Regions from separate parts of the Mus musculus genome. Here regions 2 and 3 are each linked to region 1. The links are chromatin contacts, called in public HiChIP or PLAC-seq maps. All regions are on one chromosome and are shown on one strand. The core of a region is the stretch at or near the end of the contact, and the rest is flanking DNA. Distances in the headings are between cores, read along the strand shown.

Evidence for each region. HiChIP or PLAC-seq counts read pairs in DNA pulled down with a chosen protein or histone mark.
Region 2: an H3K4me3 HiChIP or PLAC-seq map of embryonic basal ganglia shows a contact between it and region 1, with 2.4 times the contacts expected there. The contact joins two enhancer-like sites. A contact is called at or near these places in 2 of 484 Hi-C or Micro-C datasets (embryonic stem cells and trophoblast stem cells) and 2 of 115 datasets of contacts at active chromatin or transcription factors (double positive thymocytes and embryonic basal ganglia).
Region 3: a contact with region 1 is called in an H3K4me3 HiChIP or PLAC-seq map of embryonic forebrain, with 4 times the contacts expected there. The contact joins the promoter of Mn1 here to the enhancer-like site in region 1. A contact is called at or near these places in 3 of 39 promoter capture datasets (hippocampal neurons and liver), 1 of 15 datasets of contacts at CTCF or cohesin (large pre-B cells), 11 of 484 Hi-C or Micro-C datasets (DN3 thymocytes, MC3T3-E1-derived osteoblasts, embryonic stem cells and 7 more), 20 of 115 datasets of contacts at active chromatin or transcription factors (the SCID.adh cell line, SST interneurons, VIP interneurons and 13 more) and 3 of 9 other capture datasets (adipose tissue, embryonic stem cells and pancreatic islet).

What each region holds. Positions count from the first base shown.
Region 1 is chr5:111,553,300-111,557,430 of GRCm38.p6, reverse strand. Gm36274 (a long non-coding RNA gene) reads left to right here. Exons shown (of 3, transcript XR_880576.2): 3 at 150-211. Among named protein-coding and RNA genes, the nearest start is that of Gm36274, 6.6 kb to the left of the region's middle. Within about 2 kb of position 2,195, at least 79 of the 459 cell types and tissues checked have an H3K27ac peak or open chromatin away from gene starts, as enhancers often do. A contact at or near this core is called in the SCID.adh cell line, craniofacial prominence, embryonic basal ganglia and 3 more, where this site is marked.
Region 2 is chr5:111,722,590-111,726,720 of GRCm38.p6, reverse strand. No RefSeq gene overlaps it. Among named protein-coding and RNA genes, the nearest start is that of Gm36481, 17 kb to the right of the region's middle. Within about 2 kb of position 1,835, at least 65 of the 459 cell types and tissues checked have an H3K27ac peak or open chromatin away from gene starts, as enhancers often do. A contact at or near this core is called in embryonic basal ganglia, where this site is marked.
Region 3 is chr5:111,415,549-111,419,679 of GRCm38.p6, reverse strand. It overlaps Mn1 (meningioma 1), which reads right to left and starts at 2,380. Exons shown (of 3, transcript NM_001081235.2): 1 at 2,017-2,380; 2 at 1-1,861. The coding sequence starts at 1,514.

The DNA.
Region 1 (4,131 bases), core at 946-3,445:
TCCTCCTGGTGCCTCAGTTTCTCTCTGTACTAAGCTGACTCATCCCCTCTCAGAAGCCCCATTCTCTTAGGGGGTTAGAAACGATTCAATTTCCTTTGGAATCCAAAGGATTCTTTTCTAAAGCTTTTATTTTTATTTTGCACATACAGGTGTTGGGCATGCATGCATGGCTGTGCACCACATGTGTGCCTAGTACCTGTAGAGGTCAGAAGAGAGTGTTGGATCCCCTGGAACTGGAGTTGCAGATGGATGTGAGACACCATGTGGTTGCTGGGAATCAAACCCTGGTCCTCTGGAAGAGCAGCCAGTGCTCTTAACCACTGAACCATCTCTCCAGCCCAAGTAATATATTAAAACATGGTTAATTCATTTAGTGTGTATGTGTGTTTTTGCATGAGCATACCCACAGGAACACTCATTTCACGGGTCCGCCTGTGGAAATCAGGGGACAACTTTTGGGAGTTCTCTTAAGCCTGACCGCAGATGAACCATCTTGACAACCCCCCCCCTCCCCAAAGAACCTTTATCTTAAAAGTTTAAAATGTTATTTTTAGGTTCGTTTATTTTTATCTTGTGTGTATGAGCATTTTGCCTGCAAGTACATGTGTGTACCATGTGTGTGGCTGGTGCCTACGGAGGCCAGAAGAGGGCATCGGGTCCCTCGGAACTGGAATTATAGAGGGTTGTGAGCGGTCATGCAGATAGATGCTGGGGACAGGTATTCTACAAGCACTCTTAACTGCTGAGACATCTCTCCAGCCCCCCCCCAACAAACTTTTAGAAGAATTCCATAGACACATAAAATCCAGATTCCCACCTCGGTGCTGTGGGGTCAGACAAGAGCCCAGGAGAGCTGCCTGCACTGAAGACCTCCTTGAGTGCACAGGGAAGGTACTAGGTACATGGAGTTCCCACCCCACCATATCCAGCTAGTACTAGTTAGTGCTGAGCTTTTGGAGATGGGTGTGAGCTAGGCTCAGTTTCCTAAGGTGCCCCCCCACGCCTCCATTTTTTCCTGAAGTACGGTCTCTGGTCTCTTTGAGATCTGTAAGCCTAGCACCCCCAACAGAGAGAAGGCCCCTCTACTACTGAAGTCAGAGTTACAGGTTCAGACAATCACCCTCTCCCTCCCTCCCCAGTCTCTCTCTCTCTCTCTCTCTCTCTCTCTTTCTCTCTCTCGCTCACTCGCTCTCGCTTGCTCTCGCTCTCTTTCTCCCATGTTTATTTTTTTAATTCCAGGATGTTTGGTTTGGCCTGGCTCCAACTCACGGTGTTTTCACTAGGCCATCTCAGATTCCTCCAGCCTGGTCCCAGTTTTTCCTGTAGTGGGTGGGGTGGGGGGAGGAATGAGACCTCTGTCTTGGGGTTGAAGAAGAACCTGGGTCTTGGAGCCAGACTGCTCTGGGTGCAAATGCGGCTCCAACTCCAGGCTGCGCATTCTGTGCCTGGTGCTGTTCCAGCCTCTGAGAAGCTACATCTGAGAGCTTACTGGGCTCCTCACAGGGAATATAGAGCTGCTGAGACAGGACACAGGAGAAAACAGAGGAGGGGCCAGAAATCTCTAGAAAAGTAAGTTCTGCCGAGCCAGCAAGGTCCCCACAGGACTAGAACAGGACACAGTGCCTGTTTCACCAGGCTGAGGTCTCTGCATCCATCTCCAGCACTGCAAATGTTTCACTAAAACCCAGGCAAGGTACAGCCCTATGAAGGCTGAAGAAGCAAGATTACTGTGTGTTAGAGGATGCCTTCACCCTACATATGGGGAAACTGAGGCCCAGAGAGGCCATCAAGCTGCTAAGTAACCCTGATGTAACTTGAGCCCACCCTTGTTCCAGATCCTAGGCTGTACCCCCTCCTCCCTCTCCTCCCTTTTCCCCTACCTTCCTCTCCTTCCCTAGCTTCCAGGGAGGAGTGACCTACAATACCCAGGTCACCTGCTGAGCTTCATCACGTGTGTAAAAGTAGCAGCCAGCATGTCAAACTGCTTTCAGAGCTGGGGCTGCCCCCATAATGGCTTTCTGCAAGGAGGACGGGGGGGGGGGGGGGCTGGGGGGGCTGGGGGGGCGGCTCGGGCCTCAGGACCCAGGGGGAAAAAATGAGGCTCTTTGCCCAAGGTTGCCCAGACCAGGGAGAGACGCTACAGAGGCTGAGCCCCAGCAGCCCTGTCTGGGGCTGGACCCCTCTGCAGCCCCATTCTGGGCCCCAACCCTGCCCGCTCTTCCTCTGGACAATGTAGCCTTTCAGGGCCAGACAAAGGCGAGTTTAAAAGGCGAGAATTGTGTTTCCATGGCTGAGGGGCGGGGGGGCCGCCGGCGGGGAGGGCCCAGCAGCGCAAACCGTGGTGTATTTATGCCCGTCTGACACAACACAATTTGATTTTCCACATAAAAGATCAAATAATATTTCGGTTACAGTTAATTACGCAGCCCAAAAGCCCATCAAAGGCCCCTCTGCATCCACCCAGCCCTTGCTCTGTGGCTCCGCGTGCGCCCAGATTTCACGGATTGCTTCTCAGAGTCTGCACCCCTGCAGCTCCCCGTTCACAGGGGCCAAGGGGGCCGCTCCAGAGACTACCCAGAGAGTCCCCATCTCTGCACACGAGGCCTGATCTCCCCACCAAAATAACAGCCAAAACATCTTACAAGGCAGCAAGCCTTCCCGTGCCCCACAAGCCCCATCTCCCTGTGCTATTAGAGGAAATGGGGTCCAAGGAGGACAAGGGAGCTTATGGAGCCTGCTGCTGTGGCACAGCTACTGAAACTAGGCTGACATGCCACGTCTTAGTTGACCGACTTCTCTGTTTGAAGTGGAACTGCAAACTCCCAACCGTGTTTGTTGAGTGAACAAATAACTTGATGAAGGACTGACCAAGGGAGAGGATGACTATGAGGGAGGAAGGGAGAGAAACCGGAAGGGAGGGCGTGGGGTGGGGGAGGGGAGGGGGAGCTAGGCTCTACCCTGGTGATGGCAGCAGTGCTGAGGGCCTGCACCAGCGTAGCATCTTTTATCTTTTTCTCATGGACTTCCCTCAAGCTGACAGGAAACAGTGTTCATACCCGAGAGCCCTGAGGGCCCGGTTTAAGCAAAGGGTCCCCTCAGAACCTCAGCTCATTCTGTGCGGCATCGTGAACAATTCTCTCAGTGAACACTTGAGAAAACTCTAGAAAGACAGGAACTGAGGCGGACAGACTCTTAATCGGGATCTTCACAAGATAAATTCACCAACCCAGACAACAATGGACTCTCAGAATCAACCCAGAGCAAGAATTCGTGCTGGCATCTTGCCCAGATCTCCCAAAAAGCCCAGAGAGGGTATGCATTCGGCCAAAGATCACACAGCAGCTGGGCAGACTGGCTTTCCTGAGGTTGGATGCCCTCTGGTGTCCATCCCAGGGTAGCATCGTTCTGCCTTTTACAGGTTCTGTGTGGGGGGGCTGGGGAGCACTTAAGTTCCAAAGGTTTGTTAGAGCTGAAGACTCAGCTGGTATGTGCCCACACTCACCTTGCATCAGCCTGCGGATCCCCACACACACAGCCTACCTTGGAGATTCTCCAAGCACCCTAAGAAGGGTGCTCCTCCTGCAACAAGAAAAAGGAGTACTTAGAAACTTGGAAACTCCCCAAGAGGAAGCAACCTGCTCATACCCCAGTCTGCAGATGGAGGAAGGGTCATACAGAACAGGCCACTTCCTCTCCTGTGCAAAGCCCCCTTCATTCTCCAAGCTCAGGAGCCTACAGAGCCAAAGAAAGCTCAGACCACAAGCTAGCAGCCCGGGCCCAGCAGCTATTCTGGGCACGGAGGTTGTGTGGTGGAGACCAGCCTGAGCAGCAGCAGCAAAGGTGTTTCCTGTGTAGCTACAGCCGCTGAACCTGCCCTGCGCCCACCGCAGTCCTTCCCAAAGTCTTCACTCAGCGTCACCTGGAACACTGTCACACACACTTCAGCCCTGGTATCTGGTATTCTACACCCCAGGACTGAGATAGCTGAGGCAGCCCACCCAGAAAAGCCCACAGGGAGGTTCCAGATGGAGGTTCTTGTGGTGATGCTCTTTCTGCCACCTGTGGAACCCCAGAGAAAAGGAAACATGGAGATGATGATGTTGATGATGATGACAGTGATGACGATGACGA
Region 2 (4,131 bases), core at 586-3,085, 170 kb before region 1:
GTTCCTAGACGTGCCTGTTGTCTGCTTCAGTTTCTCTACCATGGAATGAGGTCTTTCGGGACACAGGGCACACATGGTGGGGCCTGAGTCTGGTTTGTCACTGACAGAGGATATTTATAGACACTTACTAAACGACTAGCTAATGGGACTCAAGTAATGATCTCTTCCCTGCCCATTTGGCCTTGGGAAGCAAAGGTCTTCTAGTGGGATGAAGACTACCCCAGCCCCAGGCCCAGCCCCAGCCCCAGCCCCAGCCCCAGCCCCAGCCCCAGCCCCAGCCCCAGCCCAGCCCCAGCCCCAGCCCCAGCCCCAGCCCCAGCCCCAGCCCAGCCCCAGCCCCAGCCCCAGCCCCAGCCCCAGCCCCAGCCCCAGCCCCAGCCCCAGCCCCAGCCCCAGTCCCAGCCCCAGCCCCAGCCCCAGCCCCAGACACCTAGCAGCTGGGGAACCTGAGGATATGATTTTATTTAGAAAAAGGGTCTTTGTGGATGTCATTAGAGGAAAAGGCAGCTTGGGCCAACAGGCAAGAGACACTTGTGTTGCCAGAAATGACAGAGTCCAGGACACCCTCCTTAGAAGTCTCAGGAGAGCAAGGTCCATCCACACCTTTAAACCTTGAGTTCCAGAAATTCGGGAAACACATTCCTGCCTGTGCTGAGGAATTTCCTTATAAAGCCTTAAGACACAAATGCAGAATGACGGCTGACGGATGTGACCTGAGGACTGGGGGACCTAGGAGCCTCCCAGAGTCCCCCTTGGTTGTCGTGTGGCCAATTCCAACAAAGTGGCCTCTGTTGGCTCAAATGAACGGGGCAGAGGAGACAAGGAAGTGAGGATATGAGTGCCCAGATCAACCTCCTGTCTAACCTTAGCGAATGCCATCTCCTCGAGGTCTGGACACAATCGCGCGGGCCCCTGGCAGTCAGTCCTTTTCATCATGTGAGGTCTGCAGCCCTGAGCAACAGACTCATTCAGAGCCTCAAATAGCCTTCAGCTCCCAGAGCCTCCGACTTGCCAAGGCTGCATAGATACAGCCAGACCCTCCACAAGTCCCCTCACCCCACTGCCCAGGTGCTGCCTGGCCAACCTGCTCCTCCTCGGGGCTGCACCCGGGAGCTCACTGCAGACTCTTCATCTTCAAGGAAACAGAAAGCACACTCTTCACCCACTATAACTTCCCAAACAAACTGGATTCCTATAACCATAAAACAAAGCCCAAATGAGCTGGCCCTGGCCCAGGAGGGAAGGCGGGAGGAACCCGGGTGCCGGAGGGGCTGTTAGTTGCCAGGCTGGCTGCACGGATTTCGACACCTCAGCCTTGCAGTCGCTTAATATTCCAATGAGCACCCGAGCAAGGCATTAGGAGCGAAGGAGTGCATGAACGCCCTCAGAGCTGGGGGAATATTACTCACCAGGTCACGGTCGGCTGCATAAAATACAACCCTCATATATCATTATAACTGCCAGCCAGCGACAGTTATAATTGAGACGGCAATAACTAGGAGAGAGTTCTTTAATTTAACATCCAATTATTACAAGTTATCACTTCTTAATAAATGTAATATAACAGACAATCAATGTTGCATGCGACGGCCCAGACTGCAATGGGACGGGAAATTTATATCCTGGGGAAAGAAAAAATATACTGTGTGTAGTGTGCGTGCGTGCGTGCATGCATGCATGTGCGTGCGTGCGTGCATGTGTCTGTGTGAGTGCTTCGGCTTTCTAGTCTGTAGAGCTGTGAGTGTGCCAGCTATCTGGCTATAAATAGCTGGGTTTGCCTAGGCAGCTAGCATCTCCACATTTGCATATGTACAATAGCCCCAGGCCAAGGGAACGGGAAGAATGAGAAAGGGGAAGAGATTTCTTCTCAGGGCTGCAGGCTCCTCAGAGGAGCTGCAAGGGGCAGCAGGGCCCAGCGGGCACAGGGCCCAGGGTGGCAGCTGGGACAATTACTCTGAGCCTTAACCAGGCCGAGCAAGTTTTTTTTTTTTTTTTTTTGGATTTAAATGTTGGGGTTCTTTTTCTGTTGTGTGTTTCTTCTGTTGGCCAGAGAGAAAAGGAGCCCTTTATGAGTGAGCAGCCTGGCACCTCTTTGTATAGTAGAAGCATCGGTGCATCCAGCACCCCCATAAATGAATACAAATGACCGGCACCCTAGGAAGGATCCCATGTCTTGTGGCTAAACTTCCACGGGCTTGTCTTCCACTGGATGGCAAAGCTCTGACTCTTTCCCTTAGACTCCTGTGCCATTGTTGGCCCCCTTGTTATAGAAACATGCTCATTTGTATATCCATCCACATGACTGATTTCACCGGGAATACCTGCCATTCTTGACATCTCCACTCTCCAGTGAGTAGGGTTGCTTTAGTCTGGGGACACTGGACACAGGGTACTGCTGTATGTATTTGGGGACTGTGGGGGCTTCCCCACATTCTTGGTGAATACCAAGAATGAGCCCTGGGGATCACTCAGGGTCCAAACATTTCTGCTTCGGTTCTAACAAATGACTACTTTTGCCAGTTTTCCTATCTATCGGCTGTGTTCCGGTTGCTCTGTTTTCTTTGCCAACATTTGGTGCTGTCAGGTTTATTGGCTTTAGCCACTCCAGGGGGCACACAGTGGGAACCTATGCCAGAGGACACACAGTGGGAACCCATGCCAGAGAACGCACAGTGGGAGCTTGCTGTACTCCATCAGCACTTCCCTGAAAGCTTAGGACATTCCTCACTTTAATTTAATGGCTTTCCCTGTTTGTGTGGCTTCCCTGTTAAAGCGTCTGTTTGTTTAATGGTTTGCGTGTTTTCTATTGGGTCCTCTGTTCTGTTCTCCCTCCCACAACCTTAACCACTCTCCCCTTCCTTTCCCTTCTCTGTTAGGGAAGAGGTGGTTATAAATCTTGATAGAATCTATGGGTTATTTCTTGTTCTATGCAATTCAAAATGGTGATCATCTCAAAGGTGGTCTTGATGATCTCTGTGGAGGAGCAGGAGAGCAAAGGGGATATATTTGGTTCACTGGAACTCACTGCCATGGCCCTGTGTGAGGGGAGCTGCCCATCTCCCTCAGTGTCTACACACCCACCTGTGGTCTGGCTCCTCGATGACCACAGGTGACAGAGCTGAATACAAGAGGTGCCGCTCCCAACCCCAAGGAATACAAATCTCCTAAAGAAAACAGAAGATTCTCAGAGAGCTCGAGATTGAGGCAGACTTCTTAAACAAAATCAAAAGTGCAAGAAGTACATGAATAAGAAACCCAACAACATGCTGGGTTGCTGAAAAGACATTTTGCTTCTTCTTTTTTTGTTTTTTGGTTTTTTGAGACAAGGTTTTCTCTGTGTAGCCCTGGCTGTCCTGGAACTCACTTTGTAGACCAGGCTGGCCTCGAACTCAGAAATCCACCTGCCTCCCGAGGGCTGGGATTAAAGGCATGTGCCACCACGCCCAGCTCAACATTTTGCTTCTTAAAAAGACATTTGTTAAGAGAAACTGACAGGCAGGCAGGTCATTTGATCTGGGTCCCTGGTTCTAAACACTTGTATATGCCCCTTCGTTCAGGACAGGTGACAACACACCAAGATTAACCGTGAAGGAAACCTTTGCAGATATGCCTGGAAGCCCTTCCCCACAAGGGGTTCATGGAAGGAATACAGCATGCTCAAGAAAGCTCTTGCTCCAAGCTGGAGAGGGGCAGGTAGTGTGTGAGGGTCTTGAAAGAGCCACCCCACCCCATGCCTCACCCCATGCTTCCTAGGCTCCATCCTCAGCTCATGGGCTAGCTTGCATCTCTGAAGCATTTCCCCTTTATCTGTAAGCCCTCTGTTTGCAGCTTCATGTCTGGTGCATCTCTTTGTCCTGGGGTCAAGCCTAAGCTTAGGTATGCTCTGAGCTCAGACCCTCTGAGCCTTTCCTATTCTTGATCTGCTTGGGCTCTAGCCTTCGCCTGCTTTCTCTATGGGTTTTCTTGCTATTTCTCCGACAGACACTTAAAGGACATGACTGTCTCCAATCTCCCTGCCAGCCTAGTTCTACAGCTAACCCACCCTGTTTAGACCATTAATAACACTGTCCTCGAACTTCCTTCTGGGACCCATTTTTAAATGCTTTTATTAATGAGTCTTCCAGCCCCAAA
Region 3 (4,131 bases), core at 1,131-3,630, 140 kb after region 1:
CCCGGGTGCTGCAAGGGTGGTCCCGAGGAAAAGCTGTCCGGCACAGGCGGTGTGAACTCGCCTGGGAGGCCTGGGTAGGCAGAGGGAGAGAGTTGGTTGTCTAGGGTACCGTTATGCATGCTGCCATTCCACGAGGCGCAGCGGTCCACGCCTGCGCTGCCCGGAAAGTCAAAACGCGGCCTCTTGGCCACGTTCATGTAAGGGGGCGCATCGAAATGCTGCAGCCTCTGGTTGGGCGCCTGCTGAGGAGGGGGATGCTGCATGCTGAAGACAGGCTCAGAATATGGGTGCATGCTCCGGTTCTCTAGCCGATGGATGGGATACTCGAACTGAGCATGTTGACTGGGCAGCATGGGGCCCCCGTCCTGCAGGCCGCCACTGGGTGTGCCAGCCTCACCCTGCTGGGGCCGCGGGAGCGCAGGAGGGCAAGAATTCTGTCGAACCAGAAGTCCCGGTGGCGGCGGCTGCTGCTGCGGGGGCGGCTGCTGCGGGGGTGGTGGGGCCTGCTGGGGAGGCTGCATTAGCGGGTGCCTGGAGCCCACTGCAGGCTCCAGACCCACAGGCATCTTTCGGGCCCCGCCAAACCTCTCGAAGAACACTCCGTGCTGCGGTTGCTGCTGTTGTGGAGGCGGCTGGGGTGGCTGGCTGTGCATTTTGGACAAACCCACCATGCCTGAGGCTCTAGGCATGGCAGAAGCACCCGGGAAAGCGCCCCCGGGAACCTGGCGACCCGCAGCATAATGTGGCAGCTGCCCTTCAGAGTCAGAGGGTGAAAACATGTCAAAATGTCCTGAGGGCGGCTCGCTCGGGTAATTGTATTCCAGGGAATCTACGGCTCCTTGGTTCGTCACCCTCCGGGGCTCCAGGCTGTGAGAATCCGAGCCGCTAGAGGCGGACAGGCCGTGAAAAGAGGCAGCCCGGTTAGGGCTCTGGTCCAGAGGCAGGCACGGGGCAGGCACGGCGTGGCCCGAGGTGCCCGAACTATGGAAGTCCGGGAGGTTTCCTGGCCGCTGCGGGCCGAAGCCCTCCGGCCCCTGGCTCTCCGCCATGTGCTCATAACTCTCTGCGAAGGGAGGCTGGCTGCCCAGGCCGCCCGCTGCACCTCCGTAGCCAAGCAGCCGGCCCCCGTGCAGACATGAGGCACCTGGATCCGGACCACCGAAGTTGCCCCCAAAGTGGGGGTGATGCTGGTGCGGGTGATGGCCTCCGGGATGGCTGTGGTGAGGCTGCTGACCGCCGAAGAAGCCATGCACAGGCTGCGCCTGCAGCCCCCCTGCGTGCAGCTCGGAGTGGCTGCGCGCATGAAAGCCGTAGGGCTCCATGTTCAAGCCCAAGATCGGGGGTTCGCCCAGAGCGCTTATTGCAGGGTCCACGGGGCCAGTAGGAGGCCCGGCGTGGAAGGCAGGAGCCTTAAAGTGGGCGTTCATGCTCAGTCCGGCTTCGTTAAAGTTCCCCTCGCCCTGACCAGCGTGCCGGCTGTTGATCTGGGGCTCGAATTGGTCCAGCCCAAACATACTTGGCGGGGGCGGGGGGGGCGGGGGGGGGGCGGGAGGGGATCAATAGGGCATGACAGCCTGCTCCGCCGCGCGCCTCCGGCCAGGTACTCGCCTCAGCCGAGGTTCCGGCGCTCCGGGACGTTCTGCACCGCGGGGCGCAGCGCTCACTGCCGCCCGGCCCAGCGCGCGGGCGCTGGCTAGGAGCTCTCTCCGCTGCTCTTCGGAACCTCGAAATCGACCCAAGCGGGCCTCTCACGTCTTGCGAGGCCGCGGCGCCTCCTGGAGCCTTGTCGGGGGGCCCATGCCCCGGGTCGATGGCACGGTCGCGGGTGGGTATGCGGAGAGGAGACCTGGAGGCCGACGAGCTGAGACAAAAAGTTAGATAGGGGGGAGGGAAGGGGACGGAAGAGCAGAATGATCACCTCTGGAGTCCGCGGCGCGGCGGCTGGGGCCGTAGCGGAGCCCCTTGGTCCTTCCCCTGCCCCGAGTCCCCGCTCCCGGGCCGCACCGGCTCCCGCACCTCCGGTCGGCCGCGGGCGATCGGCGGCGAAAGCCTCAGCGGCTCGGAAGACGGGCTGCTCCGCTCCTCATCGCCGGTGCTGGATTCACAGCAGTAGACGCGGGCGCCGGAGCGGGAACGCAGGCTGCGGGAGACGCGCGGCTCCGCGGCTCCGCGGCTCGGGCTCGATCGCCGGTCGCCGCGCGAGTTCGCGGGAGTCTCGGGCCGCGCGCGGGAGGGGAGGCGTGGGGCCGGCGGTTCCGAAGCTGTGGTTCCCGCCTCCGCACTCCACGGGTCCCCTCGGACCCGGGAATGGGCCGCGCGGGCGAGCAGGGCGCGCGGGGCGGGCGAGGCGCTGCGAGGTCCGGGATTCCGCTCCGCGTCTGCCTCTCGCCGGCGCCGGGAGAAGCAGCAACAAGTTTTGCGTTTCAGCAATCCATTCCAGCCATTACCTCTGCACCAATCAGCGCCGCCCGAGCGGGCTCGGGGGCGGGGCTCGCTCTTAAGGTGGTCCCGGGTCCCGGCTGCGCAGGCCCGGCCACCAACCCGCGCTACTCCGGGTCCGGCGCTACGGCGTTGGGGGTGCGCCCCAGGTGCCCCCGGCTGGGGAGGGCGCGAGCCTAGGACGACGGCGGGAGCCAGGCTTTGTCCGCCCCCTTCCCATTCACGCTGTTCTCAACTCCCCACCCCCAACCGGAGCCAGCGCGACCTGCGGGGTGGGCAGGGGGCGGGGAGGTGGGCGGTGAGCTGTGCGGGGCGCACAGACAATGGGGTAGCCTGGCAGAGTCCCCGGACGCGCCAGGGAAAGTCGCTAAGTGTCGCCTGTGCTGCAGCCCGGGGCAGCGCCCCAGGGAGCCGGCCCTGGCAAGTTCACGAGGTGATCGCCGAGGGGAAACACGAAGTAAGGTTGTCTCTGCGACCAGAGACTGGCTCGCTCCTTCCCTAGTCTCCCACCGTCCGCGGCTTCCGGTTCTCTGCCGCTGGCTCCACCGGGAAGAAGCCACGCACCCTCGGCCGCTTTGTGGAGCCACTTCGGGTGAGCCCGGCGCGGGAGCGACGAGGCGAGACAATGCGAAACCCTGAGGAGAGCGACGCGCAAAGGGCGCACGGGGTGGGGGCGGGGGTGGGGGCGACACCTTGCTGCGGCCACAAGCAGGCAGGCCCAGGCCCTGAAGGGCGCGAAGTTGGCCTCCTTAAAAGATCAATTAAACTGAAGAGGTCAAAGAACGGAATTGGATTGTGATACTAAAATCAATAAGAGTGATTTAATACCTACCCTATTTCATATGGAATATTTATCCCAATAATCTTACTTAAAATTGTTTAGATCTTTCTACTCCTCACGGAGTAGAGGCTGAAATCTATCTTGCAATTAAAAGTTAGAAGTTGGAGGTGATAGGAGGTGGAGGTGTTTATTCTGTGGACGCGCGCGCACCCAAGCGCCAGCATGCGTGTGCGAGTTTTCCTCTCAAAGTGTAAGTAGGGGAGGAGGGGCGGAAAGGCTTTTAATTTTCCTTGTCATGAAATAAAGCGAGACAATTTTGCTGGCAAGCCAGGATTCTTAAAAGAAGAGGGGAAAAGAAAAAAAAAAAACTTTCGTTGAAGTGCCCCCGATATCGCTATTAAATCTAAATAAAATTAAGCACGGTGTATAAAAATGCCTTCCCCCCCCCCACAAAAGAAAGTGTTTATCGCCCAAGTCTGTCTAGCGTTTGCTAAATTACGCATGAAATCTGAAATGAAATAAACGTTATAATAAAACCAACCCGGAGCCCTTTTTATTTAAAAACCTCAGATTAAGCACTCCACTGTCGCGGGCATGAGTTAAAAGTTACCGTGTCATTCGCGGCCGATTCATTACTCCCTGGAGCTTCTGAGGAAAGAAACGTTGGAAAATGGGCTCGATTTAGGAAGGGGGGGCAGGAAGCCCCAAGAGACGTCTCAAGAAATCACACACACACACCCAAGACACACACTCTTTCACACACACAAACCCATCCCCCACACACTCACTCACCCCCACCCCCACCCTCACACACTCGAAATAAAAGCTCTCAGGAAGCTGCAACAAGCTCGGGTTTTTCCTGCAGTCTACAGATTTTTTTTTCTTTTGAAATTAAAAATGAAAATTACCCC